2 separate regions of the Mus musculus genome follow, and region 1 is linked to region 2. A link is a contact called in public HiCAR-type data. All regions are on one chromosome and are shown on one strand. Each heading gives the region's core, a stretch centred on a gene start, on an enhancer-like site or on the middle of the called end of the contact. The rest is flanking DNA. Distances are from core to core; before and after follow the strand shown. Region 1 has its middle 23 kb from the start of Gm39350. Region 2 has its middle 26 kb from the start of I730028E13Rik.

Evidence for each region. HiCAR-type assays count read pairs that join an accessible place to other places.
Region 1: a contact with region 2 is called in a HiCAR-type map of fibro-adipogenic progenitors, with 5 times the contacts expected there. The contact joins two enhancer-like sites. A contact is called at or near these places in 1 of 484 Hi-C or Micro-C datasets (bone marrow-derived macrophages) and 1 of 115 datasets of contacts at active chromatin or transcription factors (fibro-adipogenic progenitors).

The regions. Positions count from the first base shown.
Region 1 is chr9:61,616,293-61,620,285 of GRCm38.p6, forward strand. No RefSeq gene overlaps it. Among named protein-coding and RNA genes, the nearest start is that of Gm39350, 23 kb to the left of the region's middle. Within about 2 kb of position 2,374, at least 79 of the 459 cell types and tissues checked have an H3K27ac peak or open chromatin away from gene starts, as enhancers often do. A contact at or near this core is called in fibro-adipogenic progenitors, where this site is marked.
Region 2 is chr9:61,162,550-61,166,025 of GRCm38.p6, forward strand. No RefSeq gene overlaps it. Among named protein-coding and RNA genes, the nearest start is that of I730028E13Rik, 26 kb to the left of the region's middle. Within about 2 kb of position 2,077, at least 53 of the 459 cell types and tissues checked have an H3K27ac peak or open chromatin away from gene starts, as enhancers often do. A contact at or near this core is called in fibro-adipogenic progenitors, where this site is marked.

The DNA of each region.
Region 1 (3,993 bases), core at 1,124-3,623, 450 kb after region 2:
GCAAAACCTTTGAGCAAACTGTCATCTCCATATACATGGTGACAAGTTGTAATGTCCTTCTTTCTCTAGGGACCTACTACCTCCCCGGCATAAGCCATAGACAGCCCCAGAAACAAGACATCACCTCTGCCATGTCTCCCAGGAGCTCTCTTCCTGCTTTCCCTCTCCCCGGCCAATCTTTGCTATTCACTCTGCTCCAGTGCTTCAGGTTTCTTCTAGAACCTTGGGGTCTTTGTCTGGACTGTCCTGACTGTCTATGACATTCCCCTTCTCCTCTTCCTGGCTAGCCTTGACTACAGGCTCAGGTAACATCTTGCTCCAAGCCTTCTGGTCCCACCCTCATCACCCAGGCCTTCCCGACTTTCCCTTCATGTCAGTCCCAGTCAGAGGATTTAATGTCTACCTCCTGGTAGATTTTGTGAGGGGAGATGCTGTGAGCCCTCAGCACTGTGTTCAAATCCCATGACTACTAAGAAGGACAAAATTCCCGTGTGAGATACTGTATAAATGGGTGTGTTGGGTGACTGGACAGAAGGACAGGGAAACAACATGCAGGAGAATATGCTCTGATGGTCCACAGGAAGAAGATGGATGCACAGCAGAAACGAGAGCCCGGAACAACCCCCACGAGGTAAGCAAGAGGCAGCCTGAACAGTGGCTGGTGGCTGCCAATGACCCTCTGGCCAAGTCTTGAAAAGATCAGCCTACGGTTGGTAGATGAGAAAACTTCAAGTCAGGGAAGGTGTGGGCTGCAAGCCTCCATGTCAGTCACTCTGGAGCTGCCAGTTGACAAAGCCTTCCCATACCAGCCTATCTGTGGCTAACGTCGGTGTGTCCCTAAGGCTATTGCACAAGTCTCAACCTTCACCTAGAGCAGTGACTCTCAACCTTCCTAACACTGCAACCCTTTGATAAGGTTCCTCACGTTGTGGTGACCCCAACCATAAAATTATTTTCATCGCTTCTTTATAACTACGATTTTGCAACTGATATGAATCATAATGTAAATAACTTTGGAGCTAGAGGTTTGTCAAAGGGGTTGAGACCCACAGGTTGAGAACGGCTGACCTAGAGGGAGGCCTGCCTTCCATATAGATAACTTAGCTGAGCTCCACCTCCGTAGACCAACTCTGGCAGTCAGGAGCTGGTGGGGACCAGATAGAGCAACCCCCTACCCCTACCCTAGTGTCTGTGGAGATGTTTCCCTAAGCTAGGGCTGGGGCAGAGCTGGGAAGTCAAGCTTTCCTCCTCTGGATGCTCAAAGATCCCAGGAACAGATCCATGGAGGACCCAGAATGTACTGGGAAAGAAAGAAGGCTATTTGAGCTCACCAGGCCTGCTAAAATGGAGGACCACAGGCTGTCAGTGACAGAGGAAATCAGTTTCCTCCAGGTCTGGAGGCCGCCATCCACGGTCAAGAGAGGGCAGGCTGATGTCTTCTGAGGCCTTCTTTCCTGGGCTTAGAGATGGCTATCTCCTTCCTGTGCCTTCCCACTGTCCCCTCAACCCCCACTGTAAATACTGTGTCCTAAATTCCTCCTCTTCTAAGGACACAGTCTTACTGGATTAAGGTTTACCTCAACGCCCTCTTTTTACTTCACCGCTATAAAAGCTGAGCCCAGATAGAAGTCCTGAGGTCTAAGGAGTCGCTGACATATGAATCCGATAGGACATAGTTCAATCCACTCTAGAGACCCAGGGGTTGATAAATGTACTTCTTGTGTCTCTGAGACAGCCGGGACCTCAGCACCTGTAAACCCACCCAGCTACAACTCACTGAGCGAGCGCATTGCTGACCCTTTGAGACCCCCCACCCTCACTACCCTGGCAATAACTGTTCTCCTGAGTCAACAGCTCTCAGGTTCCAGATTACCTCTTGGTAGGGAAGCCACTGAGGGTAAGAGAAGACCCCTGCCCTGACTCTGAGCCCCTCAGTAACGGGTCCTCCTCAAACCTGAGCTTATCAGCCCATGGCTAGGATCCCGTAACTTGGGATGACATTCTCAGAGCACTTCCGGAGCGCTCGGCCTCCTTTCTCAACAGGCAGAGGGGACTTCTGGTTTGCTGCTCATGGGAAAAAACAACAACAACAACAACAAAAAAAAAAAAACCACAAAAAAACCCCAAGAAATTCCAGTAAGGGATTAATGACTTAATTATAAATGCAGTTTGGAAATGTAAAGGTTATTAAGGAGGGAGAGAGATGCATGCTAATAAGAGACACGCTATTAACAGCAGAATAAAGATCCATTGTTGGCGCCACCATAAAGTTTTCCAAGTTTGGTAATAAAAACCACCTGGCCTGCACCAGGCTGGCTGCCATGGTGACGCACCGCGCTCTGGATCCGGCTAATGAGGCTTGTCTGCCGGCCTCTGATCATGCTCCCTAGGGGGTTTAGGCTTCCTGGTAAAATTGGCCCACAGGCCTCAAACCACTGCAGAGACAGGCAGGCCCCCAGCTTCTCAGCTACCGCCCACTGGGCCCTGAGCGCTTTGAGAGTCACCAGAAACAAGCCATTCCTGTTCCCACAGGAAACTAGCAGGCTGTTCTAAGCTGTGTGACCTTGCCCCTGTTTCTCAACCTCTCTGAGCCTGTTTCCTCATCTGCAAAGCGTGGAGATCTTACATCTGGCTCTAGGGAAGAGACACACACATGTAAAGTACCTCACACAATCATGGGACCGTCTTCAGAGGCAAGAGCACCAGAGCATCTCCTTCCAGTAACCCCACTCTAGCCTACTTGTCTCAGGTTACCTGGCAGCCCCACCCCTAACTGTGTCTGACCTCATTCACCACAGTGTGCCCCGGCACCCTCCCAATTTGGGCTCCCACATTCTTGAGGCTCTTGTAGATGCCACTCACACAACTCTGGCTGACCTCAGCTTAGGACATCTCTGGACAGCCCTGGCCCCACCCTGGGCTTGGTCATGGAACTTCACTTTGTGCTTCCTAACAACTGTAGAAAGATGGATGGCAGAGGAATGAGGAAAGGCTGAGGGGAAACTGCTGTGGCAGCTGGAATGGGCTGGGTCTGAAAAGTCTACTCCAGGCCCATTCCCTGGAAGCCTCAGTGTTCTCATCTGCAAAATGGCAACAATACTCCCTCTGGAAGACTTCCATGTGGGAAAGCTCTCACCAGCACAGGTTTTCAGTAAGGGCTCCTAACCATTGTTCTTTGTGTGTGTGTGTGTGCTCCAGGCAAGGGGCATGTGGGAGTAGGTATGCATGTTAGCATGTATGTGCACATGATGCAAACGCCTGCGGTGGACGCAGCTAGTTAGCTTGCTCCAGGGATAGGCTGCCTCTGCCTCCCTCCTGCTGGGATTGCAGGGGTGCTGCTGTGCACACTGAGCACTTACATGGCTGCTGGGGATTCGAACTCCCGTCCTCATCCTTGTGCAGCAAACACTTTCATCAGCTGAGCCACCTTACAGGGAAGTGGGGACAGGAGGAGCAGGGGAGGGAGCTGGCTCATCTAAAAATGGGGAAGGTAATGAAGAAATCTCCATCTAATTAGACGGGCTGCAGTTTTAATCAGACAGAGTTTCTCTGGCAAAACCTGTTTGCATGTTTTCTGTCATTCAGCCAATGTGTTAATTAGGCAAATAATATTAATAATGATATTCACTTTGGGAAAGTTAAGAGGGGAGGAGAAGGTGGAAGTGACAGTTTGGGGCTGAGCAGCCTGGAGCAGGGAGGGGTGTTTAAACTCAGAGGCAGCAGAGAGTAGAAGCAAGGGGTCTGAAGACATGCTGGCCAGGTAACCCAGCTCAGTCCGAGGTTCTCTACGCTTCAGTTTCCACATCAGTACCACAGGAGTGGTGAGGCAGGGGCATGCCCACTGGCTTGGCGCAAGAGGTGCTGTGTCCAGCTCCTGCCTGTCCTTGATTTATCTTCTACCTTCTACTTGCTTGTTTTTACAGCTGGGGCTCCCCCCAGTATCCTCTAGAGCAGAGGAGGGCATGATGGGAAAGTGCAGAGAATTCTGGGTAT
Region 2 (3,476 bases), core at 827-3,326:
AAACAGTGAGAGGTAGGGCTGTGTCTAGGGGCAGACCAGCCTGGCTGGAGAAAAGTTCCAGATGAGCTATGGAGGAAGCAAGAGATCAGCTTGAGGGCTCATCTGGCCATTGAATGACAGAGGTTATGCTCTACAGAACGTCCCAGCAAACCTCTTGCTGCTGGCAGCTCTCTCCACACTCAAGAGTTCTGAGGCAGAGATGTGGTAGGCAGAGGCCAATGCTTTGAAATGCTCTCATTTCTTCAATCCAGTTTTCTCTTCTTGGAGAGTCTCAGGGTTTGGGGCAAGGAAAGAGTCTATGAATGAGGGCCTGCATTCACTCACACAACTCAAAAGCCTTTGTAGCCTTTGAACCACAACGGGATGCGGGGGACGGGATGCGGAGGACAGGGGGGTGCGGGGGGCAGGCTCCCAGTGATCTCGTGGAGAGTTCCTGACTCAAGCCTGAGCCAAATGGTACCCAAGCAGCTCCTAACTTAGCCTTGCCACTTTAGGCCTAACGGATGAGACCTCTGCGCTGCTGGCACCTGCAACCTGATGGGTTGATGCTCATTGGCTCAGACTTGATCACGTGCCCATCTTTAAACCAATTACCAAGGCCTGAGGCTACACAAAATACTCCTAATTGGCCAAGCCTAATAGACTATGCGCCCATCTTTAAAAGTAGAGAATGGGTCTTACCCTGAAAGAAACCATGGAAACACACACAAGCTAGGGATGCCAGTTACTAGAGAAAAGACCCGGATGCTCAGGCACTTGCACCTGGCCCCCATTAGCAGATAAGGAAGAAGGTTCACACTGGTTAACATCTTCTCTAAGATTTCACTGGCATTGCAATAGGAAACTGTCTTCAAGGAGGGTACAATGGGTGATCTTAATCTCACCGCCATGGAATTTAGAGTCACCATGGAAACAAACCTCTGGGAATAGCTGTCAGGGAGTTTCTAGATTCTAGGAAAAGCCACTCTGAATGTGGGCAGCACCATTCCTGTGTGCTGGGACCCTGCACTGAATTAAAAGTAGAAAATGAGCGGAATGCCCGCATTCAGCTTCCGTGGTTTCCCTTGTGGTTGCTATGTGGCCTCCTGCCTCCAGCACCCAGGGCCATGCCTCCGCATCCAGGACGGACTGTATGAACTGTGAGCCCCAGCAACCCTTGCCTTCCTTAAGCGGCTCTTGTAGAGTATTGGTCACAGCCACATGGAAAGTAACAAGCCATGGGCCCGGCTTCCTCGATTTGTGTTGGACATTGTGAAACTCCGAAGCTAAGCCGCTGAAGGCACCCTTCCCCCTCCCAAGAGCTCTTAAGCCTGAGGTGCAGAGGACAGGACAGACAGCCTCAGGGAAGTTCTCATCTTTCTTCAATTAATACTTCTTGGAGAGTCTCGGCAGCGGGGCAGGAATTTGTTAAATTACATAAACATCATTGTGACCCGTAAAATTCAATGAATCTCGGCCTGTTTACCCGCGGCTGGCTTTAATGTTTGCACAGTGTAATTTAATGTGTCAATTTGCTCTCAAATAAAAAACATCTGGCCCTCTGACATGCCAAAGAAACTGGAGAGCTGATGTTCAAAATCGGTGCTGAGCTCCAATCCGGGACGACGCAACGGAGAGGGAGGGAAGGCACGAGGCTGAGGAAGGGAGGCCTGTGTCAGTCCCATCTACTTCTGGCCTCATGACAAACCCCTGTTTGCAAGTCTGGAAGACGCAGTAGATTTCATCCTAATTAGAATTAAGAAAAGCCAGGAAGAACACATACCATCTTTAACTGGCACCCGTTGTGCAATTAAATTTCCTGCGGCTGTCCCTGCCAATATTGACGTTCATATGATTGGATTTTTAACAATCTTATTATTTTGTAATTGAGAGGAGCAGGGAGAAATGACACTTCTCTGTGGCGATGAGCTTCATAGCTGGAGCACTGCTCCCTGCACTGGGGTTGTCTGCCTGGCCTGAGCTCCCTTCCCTGTGGATTCCCAGGTTGGAGCCGGAGGAAGGGATGGGAGCCAGTGCTTTCCCAGTGAGGTCATACCTTCCACACAACTTGGTTCTCCTCCACCGGATCCCCACACGGCTCAGGCTACAGGCAGAGGCAGGCTTGGCAAGGCAGGGTTGGGTTGGAGGCCTGGCCTACATAGAGCAGCTTAGGAAACTTGGTCTTCTTCTGAGTGACAGGTGAAGGCCAAGACCTTGGATGGGGACTACAGGACTCTGTGGATGAGTTCTTCCCTGGGACACGAAACTAGAGGGACACCTTGTCTGCTTCCATTTTCCGCCGTGCCCTTTCTTTCCCAGGATCTCAGGGTAGGTCTGGCCGAGGAGACTCAGGATGGTTTCCACTCCCCTATTTCTCACCCCTATAAACACTTGAGACATCCTGACGAAAAAGGGCCCGGCATGGAGCCTTGGCAGACACCCTACTGGAAAGAGCCCGAGTCTGCTCTGCCTGTGGAAGGCTGAGGTCACCACAAGTTCAGCCTTGCCTGAGCTGAGCAGAAGGCAGAGAGAGAGTCCTCCTTAAGGGAGTCCTCAAGAACTGCTTGGGCTAAGCAGCAGGCTGACGTTTCCCTCTGAGCTGTCAGAAGGGATTAGGCAGGCTGCTCTGTCAACACTGCTGATCCTCCTGCCCCCTCCAGGACAGCCAAGCCTCTTCCTTCAGATCCTTGGGAGCCTGGGCTTGTACCAGTCAAGTCCTTGACATTTCAGCATGGCTGGGGGAGCCCTGTGTTTGCCGCAATTGAGCCCTGGGTAATTACACATTTTCCTAAGTGGTTGCTGTTTTCCAAACCCAAAACGATTTTTGGGAGGAGGGTAAGAAAATGAGCTGTCTGTCTAGCATGTGAGAAACGGAAGACTGATGGGGAGGCTGAGAGGAGAGAGATAGAGCGAGTCAGAGAGAGACAGAGACAGACAGACAGACAGACAGAGACAGACAGAGAGGTCTCATGTGCACACATTGGAGATAAGGATCTAACAACAGTTGTCTTTCTTAGTCACTCACTCTACGTTGTACTTTAAATTATTTTATTTTAATATCATTTTGGTGTCCTTTTGTTTTTGTTGTTTGTTTGTTTGTTTGTTTCTTTTTGAGACATCATTTCTCTTATAGCTTTGGCTTGTTGGAACATGCTATACAGACCAGACTGGCTTTGAACTCATAGAGATCCACTTGCCTCTGCCTCCCACATGCTAGGATCAAACACAAGTACCACCACAGCTGACTTCCACCTTCGTTTTTGAGACAGGGTCTCTCTGAACTGGAAGCTAGTGGACTTGGATGAACCAGCTGGCCAGCAAACCTCAGGGATGCCCCTGCCTCAGTTTCCCCGGTACTGGGATAACTGACATGCCATCATGGCTGCTTGTTATGTGGATGCTGAGGATCTGAACTCAGGTACTCATGTGTGCATGACCAGCCCTCACCAACTGGATCACCTCTCCTAGGCCAGCAGTGGAGCTCTGGAGGTAGAGAA